2 separate regions of the Triticum aestivum genome follow, and region 2 is linked to region 1. A link is a contact called in public Hi-C data. All regions are on one chromosome and are shown on one strand. The core of a region is the stretch at or near the end of the contact, and the rest is flanking DNA. Distances in the headings are between cores, read along the strand shown. Region 1 holds the start of LOC123122644 (wall-associated receptor kinase 2). Region 2 holds the start of LOC123122646.

Region 1 (3,545 bases), core at 604-3,103:
ACGGCCGAGTGAAGATACGCGAGAGCTCTTGCGGTCTCTGTTGCAATTCTTAGCCGATCCACCCATGGCAATGAAGCTTCAGGTTCTTCGACATGAAGATGATGGTAAAGTGTCCCGTTGGAGATGAACTCATATACTAGCAACGGCACCTCTGTCTCGAGGCAGCACCCGAAGAGCTTCACCACGTTCCGATGATTTATCTGCGAGAGGATTGCCACCTCGTTGATGAACTCGTTGATCTCCTTCTGGATTGCGGCCTTGGACTTCTTGATCGCCACGACGTGAAGGTCTGACATGATCCCTTTGTACACCATGCCATGACCTCCTCCGCCGATCTCACGAGCTTTGTCGAAGTTGTTGGTTGCCTTCTCCAGCTCCACCAAGGGGATGATCATCCTCTCAGCGATGTCTGCCTTTTGCGACACTAATTGCTCTAGTAGATGTCCCCTGTTTTGCTTGAAGAATTTCTGCTTGGATACTTTTGCCCTCTGACGCTTCAGCTTCCGGGTCACAAAAATGGCACCAAGCACCAAGAAAAGAAGGGCAGCACCACTGCCGATTCCTATGCCGATACTTAAACCTGAAAAGAAATGTCAGAGAAAATGTGTCATGGTTCAGGAAAATTCCCTGATATGAAGCAGAGGAACATTCTATGTCTCCTGGTGTGCAATCTCACATGCTATGTTCCCATACTATGTACCATCAATGGTGTTGTATATTCTCACCTAGACTTAGGGATGATTTGAGGCAGCCATCTTTGATCCGAGGGTCGCCACGAGAGCGGGGCGGACACACGCAGTGGTACCCTCCGGGCGTGTTGGTGCACACGCCGGAGCACATGAACTTATCAGGCCGCGCGCACTCGTTGACGTCTTGGCATCCTCCGGCGCCGGCGAGGTACGGGTTGCCCTCGTAGCCCTCCTGGCAATGGCACACGTAGCCAGTGCGGTAGTTGTTGGTGACGTTGCTGCATGAGCTGTGGCTGCTCCGGCACTCGCTCGACCCCGCGTCATTGGGGCAGCCCGTTGCCGCCCACCCCGGGGGATCCCGAGGTTGCCGGAGCCGCTTGGAGTCCAGCACCCACTCCAGCACCAAGGGCATCGCCGTCGTCCCGCGGGAGGAGTTCGCGCGTGCGGCCGACGTGTCGAACCAGCCCGTCTCCGCGACGCGCACCGAAACCGTAGCCAGCAACGAGTCCATCTCCTGGGCCGGGTCCATCCCCGTGAAATTAACGCGGTAGTAGGGACGGCCGATGGTGATGGGCGTCTTGCAGCAGCCGACGCCGGCGCACTCGGCGACGTCCTCGGCGGAGACGGTGTTGTTCAGCCCGTCGGTGACGGCGCAGAAGGCGGAGCAGCCGACGATGACGTTGTCCCTGTCCCCGATCAGCTTGGCCAGCACGTTGCACCCGGTGAGCACGAACCTGTTGCGCGATGCCGACACCACGAACGGGCCGCCGGCGGCGCCGGCGCCAAGGCCGCCCCACGTGCCGACGGCTCGGGTAGGGCCGCTTACCCTGCTGCCCTCGAGCTGCACGGCGCCAGCGGTGTTCCTGACGCGCACCGTGGATTTGGCCAGTGAGATCTCCATGACCTCGAGGGTGCTCCCGGCGCCGCCGATGAGCAGCCGCTCTTGGCCGTTCCTCCGGTCGCAGGTGAGGTTGAAGCCCGGCAAGTAGCACCCTTCCTTGATGCCGAATGGGTACGGCACGCTCACGCCAGCGCAGATGGTCGGGCAGCCCGGCGCAGCTCCGGTGACCTGAGCCGCCGCCGCGGCCACGAGGGAGAGCTGCAACAGAAAGGGCAACAGCGCCGCCGCCGGAAGCTTCATCCTATCTTCTGCGTGCGCGCGTATACACCGTCGATACCCACCCACTGCGTACTCTGCTAAATATATCGATCCGTGGAGGTGCATGCGTTACTATTCAAGCGTTGACTGACCGAAATATCCGTGCAGGTGCATGCGTTACTATCCGTACAGGGGATGGAAGCTTGGCTTTATCTACTAACAAGAAATATCTCATACAAGGACCGAGCAAAAAAATTATATGATTTTTTTCTTGCTAAGAATATCAGTACAGATGCCCAAGTTGGACTATTCAAAAACATAAGTACAACTTAAATTGGATTCTCCAAAATTACAAGTGCGAATTTATCTAAAAGAATACATATATGTTTTCATATTTTAAATCAACTTTTCTTGTTAATGGTCAAACTTGATTTGTACGTAAGATCAATGTTCAAATTACGGTTTCAAGATGACCAACAACCCCATTTTTGTAGTGGGTAATAGATTGATGTCCCTTATTGTTATCTAAAGAATTTCTGCCTTAGCGTTTTTGCCCTATGATGCTCCCGTTTTTTTTAATGAGAAACACTAGCGTTGTATTTTATTAGGTTATTAAGGAAAATATAGTAGAACATATATGAAGGCTCCAAGAGTTATATGAAGGCTCTGAAGGTTAGATGAAAAGAAACCAAAACTTCATGGTGGTTGCCAATCGGTCCACTCGAACCGAAGAAGTTTACAAGTCATCTCATTGATATAGCAAGCTAAAAAAAAGTCATACCCGATGATTTGGCACAACTCTTAAAGAGTCTTCAGTTCATCTTCTACGAAATTGACACCAAAGAGGGAAGCAAATGGTGTTCTATGGCTCACACAACTTATGAGGTTAGAAAGAATTGGCGTTCATCCCTCCACCAACAACCATAGAAGGGGTCTGGTGTTGATGGTTTCAGGGGCAGCGGTGGGAAGTTTGAAACGCGCAACAGCCATGGACCAAATCGAGCGTCAATAGGAACAGTCAGCGAAGAGGTGGACCAGTTTGCGGTTGGGCAGTTTCACAAATAAGGACAACCCAAGCGTACGTGATGCTACAGTTTAGGCGGGACCCTGGTGGACTAAATCAAATCCTCTAGGTCCGAACGAGTTCTCCCTGCGAACTGGACGAGATATGTGGGAATTATCGAGCTTTTAGCTCATTTTATCATTTCCAGTAATTCTTAATACTCCCTCCGGTCTTTTTTACTCTGCATATAAGAATTATCTGAAGTCAAACTTCATAAAGTTTGATCATATTTATATGAAAAAAAATCAACATCTGTCATGCTAAAGTTATACAATATGAAAATTAAGTCATGACGCATCTGCTGATATTGTTTTCACATTGTGAATGTTGGCATTTTTTTTCTATAAAATTGGTCAAACTTTACAAGGCTTGACTTCAGATAAATCTTATATGCGAACTAAAAATGATCGGAGGGAGTAATTCCTACAAAATCCAGGGCGTGGAAAGCTCATTACTAAGAGCATCTTCAACAGGCGCGCAACCGCGTGATGCGTTAAAATATTTTTACAGCGCCGAAATAGCTTTTTTTTGCGCGCAGCAGGGCGCTGCAAAATATGGCGCGGCGCTATAGCTCCAGCAGGCGCTGCAAAATGTAGCGCGCGCCTAGCACAATCAACATTTCGCACTGAATATAGAACCAAGAAGATCAAACACACAAAAGATAAATCAACAATTAAATAGTTCATTTATTACA
Region 2 (3,545 bases), core at 767-3,266, 220 kb before region 1:
CTTGCATTGTTTTTAGAGCATGCAGCAAGCTAGTAACACTTCATCCTGACCAAATCTGTCACAAGAACACTTTAAGCTTTACGCCTTCAGCTATCTAAGATGAACCTACATCATATGCAGCAAAAAGCAAAGTCTTGGAAATGGCTATTTAGAACAAACAGGTCAATCGTGATAATGAAACAGGCAAACTAAACTGTGACTATCATCCCAGTTAATTGGAAAAGCAAAACATGAGCTCAAAGTCACAGGGAAATCAAGTACCAGGGGATTTTTCATATTCTTCAGAAGATGTCTTGAAGGGATTTGTATAGCTCTGTGCGGTTAGCCTTTTCTGCTTCTTCAATGGCATAGTACCACTCTCGGAAGCATCATTCTTTGTTGAGTTATGTTCATCAATTTCTCCTTTTACGGTTTTGTCGGGAGTAGCCACTGGACTAGAAACTCCATTTGAATCATTTGAATCAGTAGAAGCTGAAACAGTACTTTTCTTTACTCTGTCGGACGTTCTTGGGGTACTAGCTTTCCTCGTCGACCCTTTTAGCTTCCTTGCTGACGTTTTCGGGGTACCAGGTGTGCTGGGGTTGCTCCTGCCCCTAATAGATTTCTGCGAAACAGGTGTAGAGGCAGAACTGGTGGTCAAAATGGGATTCTTTCCTTTTGTTTCTCGCTTCGACCTCCTGAGGTTTGGCTTCTGCTCATCGCTTGTTTCACGTGTGGACAAGCTTCTAGACTCCCTTCCACTGGCAGACGAGGTGGAGGTCGTTGCAGACATGGGGTCTTTTGCATTGGTGGCGGCGCTGCCTTTCCTTGCACTGGTGCCCCCTGCTCCCTCATTGTTCGCCCCTCCTGACCGGGTATTGGCCATCCGCTTCCGCAGAATCAACGCACTAGGCAGGGCACCTAGAATAACGCAATCAGAAGCAGAGGGGGGGGGGGGTCAGATATTTGGTCAAGGAGCACGGTATCAAACAGAGAATTTGTTTAATTTTGCGATGCGTAAGCAGTGCGACTTGGGTCGTGTATGGTTAGGCTGTGGATTTTCTGAAAGCAGCTGCGGGAGATGTGCTGTGGAAAAGCTGTGCAGGCTGTGTGCTGTGAGAAAGCTGTAAAACCATTTGGCAAACCAGCTGTCTGAAATGTGGCTGTGGGGTAAATTTCTGAAATACCCGCAAAAGCTGAAAGATTGGTTGCATACTATTTAATGAGAAGAACAATATTAGAGGTTGACTTAGTTTATAAATACAGCTATTCGACAAATTACCTAGTTAATTATTCAATGGAATTTTCGAGTCATTGCATATGAATGAGAATGAAAATTTTCCTATAAGAACACTAATACAAACATAATTGACTAATTATGCGGCTATGTTGATCATTATGGAATTTCGGCATATCAAAGGAGCATTCTCATGGATCAATGCATCAGTACGTTGAGCACACAAATGGAAACAGAAAACAAACTCGCACAAAATTCTGTAGCAACAAACCCAAATGTTTTGCAGGACCTCGTATTGCACATGACCAGCAACTAGACTGCATGGCAACAGCACAAGTCTGAGAACAGCCAGGGGTGCACAGGGACATCAAATGGCTACCTAGGCCATGTACAGCACACAAAAGAAATGCTTTTTTTTACCTCAGAGTCGAACTGCTACGGAGCCGTCCGTCGTGGTCGAGCCGGCCGGCACAGGGAGGCCGAGCGAAAGAAGAGAGACGGCGAAGGCGGTGCGGGGGTGGAGCTCCTGCGGCGGCCCGTCGTCTTGGTCGAGCTCCTGCGGCGGCCGGTCACTGTGGTCGAGGTGGACGGGGGTGGCCGCGGAGCGGAGGAGAGGAGGCCGGAGCGAATGGAGGTGGATGAGGGGGTGGAGGCGGCCGACGGCGGTCTTGCGGCGGCCCGCCGGCGGCGACGTGGGGGCGCGCCGGTGGCCAGCCGCTGGACGGCGGACGAGAACCCTAGAAATGGGGACTGCGTCTGCGTTGACTATTGCGTGGACGCTGGACGGGGACGGGGCCTGCCGGACTGGGCACCGATTAGGATTTTCACAGTGGCAAACATGGGTAATTTCGTCATAACTCTGGGGCCAAAGACGGGTGGCCTGGCCACGCAGCCAAATGATGACGGAGCAGGGACACCCACCCCTCAACTAGTAGTATATCTCGAGGCCATCAGGGTTAAGTCCTAAATTTAACACTGATACTCGTATTTTTTATTTATTTCAGATTTTTCGATGATGTTTGTTCAGTTGAAGGAGATGTTCCATCGATTATGAGGCGTCTATGATGACTTCATCAATCTTAACATGCTATGTGTTTCAGTCTCTCGGAGATGCTCATAAGGTGGATGCGTGCGATTATATATATAGGATGAGTGCATGCTCACTTGTATGTAAACAACTTCAATTACATTGTACTAGAAAAACTCTCTCCTGCTGAATTTAATAGAGGTAGGCCCTTTCATCCTCTATTACGCCTATAATAAAATTTAAGTAACCCTTTTAGAGATGTAGCATTACTCCCCATACATCAAATCATCGAGGGCGCACGGCTTCTTTCACATGTACCTTTGGGTTTTTTTTCTGTGTGTTGCGATATTATGAAATACAAGTATAATTTACTTCAGACTCCCTATACTGACCGCAAGGACGGGCCGATCAGTGATCGGTCATGTTTGTTCGACCTAACTGGTCTTCTCAAAAGGCCCCTATACGCTGAACTAATCGGCACTCCTGCCCATATATGGGTGGATATGCAAGGCCCAGACGCACCCATTATGTCAGCTCGGCCCACCCTAGCCCTCACGAACCCCATTCTATCCCACAAATATCCACACCCATTTCTTAGAAAAATATCCACACCCAGATCAAACCCTAGCTTCACTCTCTCACTTCCGCTCCACTCTCTGTCTCTTCCCCTTCCCTCTCCCCACAATGTTTGGCAGTGGCGTCGGCGTGGGATCCGACAGCGAGGACGATCCCATCGACTGGGACGCCCTCGTTCGGGAGGCGGAGGCAGACAACGATGAGCAGCTGGTCCTCTGCATCGTGTTGTAGCGCTATGAAGGAAATATGCCCTAGAGGCAATAATAAAATTGTTATTTTATATTCACTTATTCGTGATAAAGGTTTATTATTCATGCTATAATTGTATTGATCGAAAACCTAAATACATGTGTGAATACATAAATAAATACCGTGTCCCTAGTAAGCCTCTACTAGACTAGCTCGTTGATCAAAGATGGTTAAGGTTTCCTAACCATGGACATGAGTTGTCATTTGATTACGGGATCACATCAAGACCCATCTGTTAGCTTAGCATAATGATCGTTCAGTTTTATTGCTATTGCTTTCTTCATGTCAAATACATATTCCTTCGACTATGAGATTATGCAACTCCCGGATGCCGGAGGAATACCTTGTGTGCTATCAAATGTCACAACGTAACTGTGTGATCATAAAGATGCTCTACAGGAATCTTCGAAGGTGTTTGTTGAGTTGGCATAGATCGAGATTAGGATTTGTCACTCAGAGTATTGGAGAGGTATCTCT

Evidence for each region. Hi-C and Micro-C count contacts between places; a contact is called where the count stands out from the background.
Region 2: a contact with region 1 is called in a Hi-C map of leaf, with 3 times the contacts expected there. The contact joins the promoter of LOC123122646 here to the promoter of LOC123122644 in region 1. A contact is called at or near these places in 1 of 5 Hi-C or Micro-C datasets (leaf) and 1 of 1 datasets of contacts at active chromatin or transcription factors (leaf).

The regions. Positions count from the first base shown.
Region 1 is chr5D:449,969,664-449,973,208 of IWGSC CS RefSeq v2.1, reverse strand. It overlaps LOC123122644 (wall-associated receptor kinase 2), which reads right to left and starts at 1,853. Exons shown (of 2, transcript XM_044542930.1): 1 at 726-1,853; 2 at 1-580. The coding sequence starts at 1,830.
Region 2 is chr5D:450,191,736-450,195,280 of IWGSC CS RefSeq v2.1, reverse strand. LOC123122646 reads right to left here and starts at 2,016. Exons shown (of 13, transcript XM_044542936.1): 1 at 1,637-2,016; 2 at 262-900. The coding sequence starts at 865.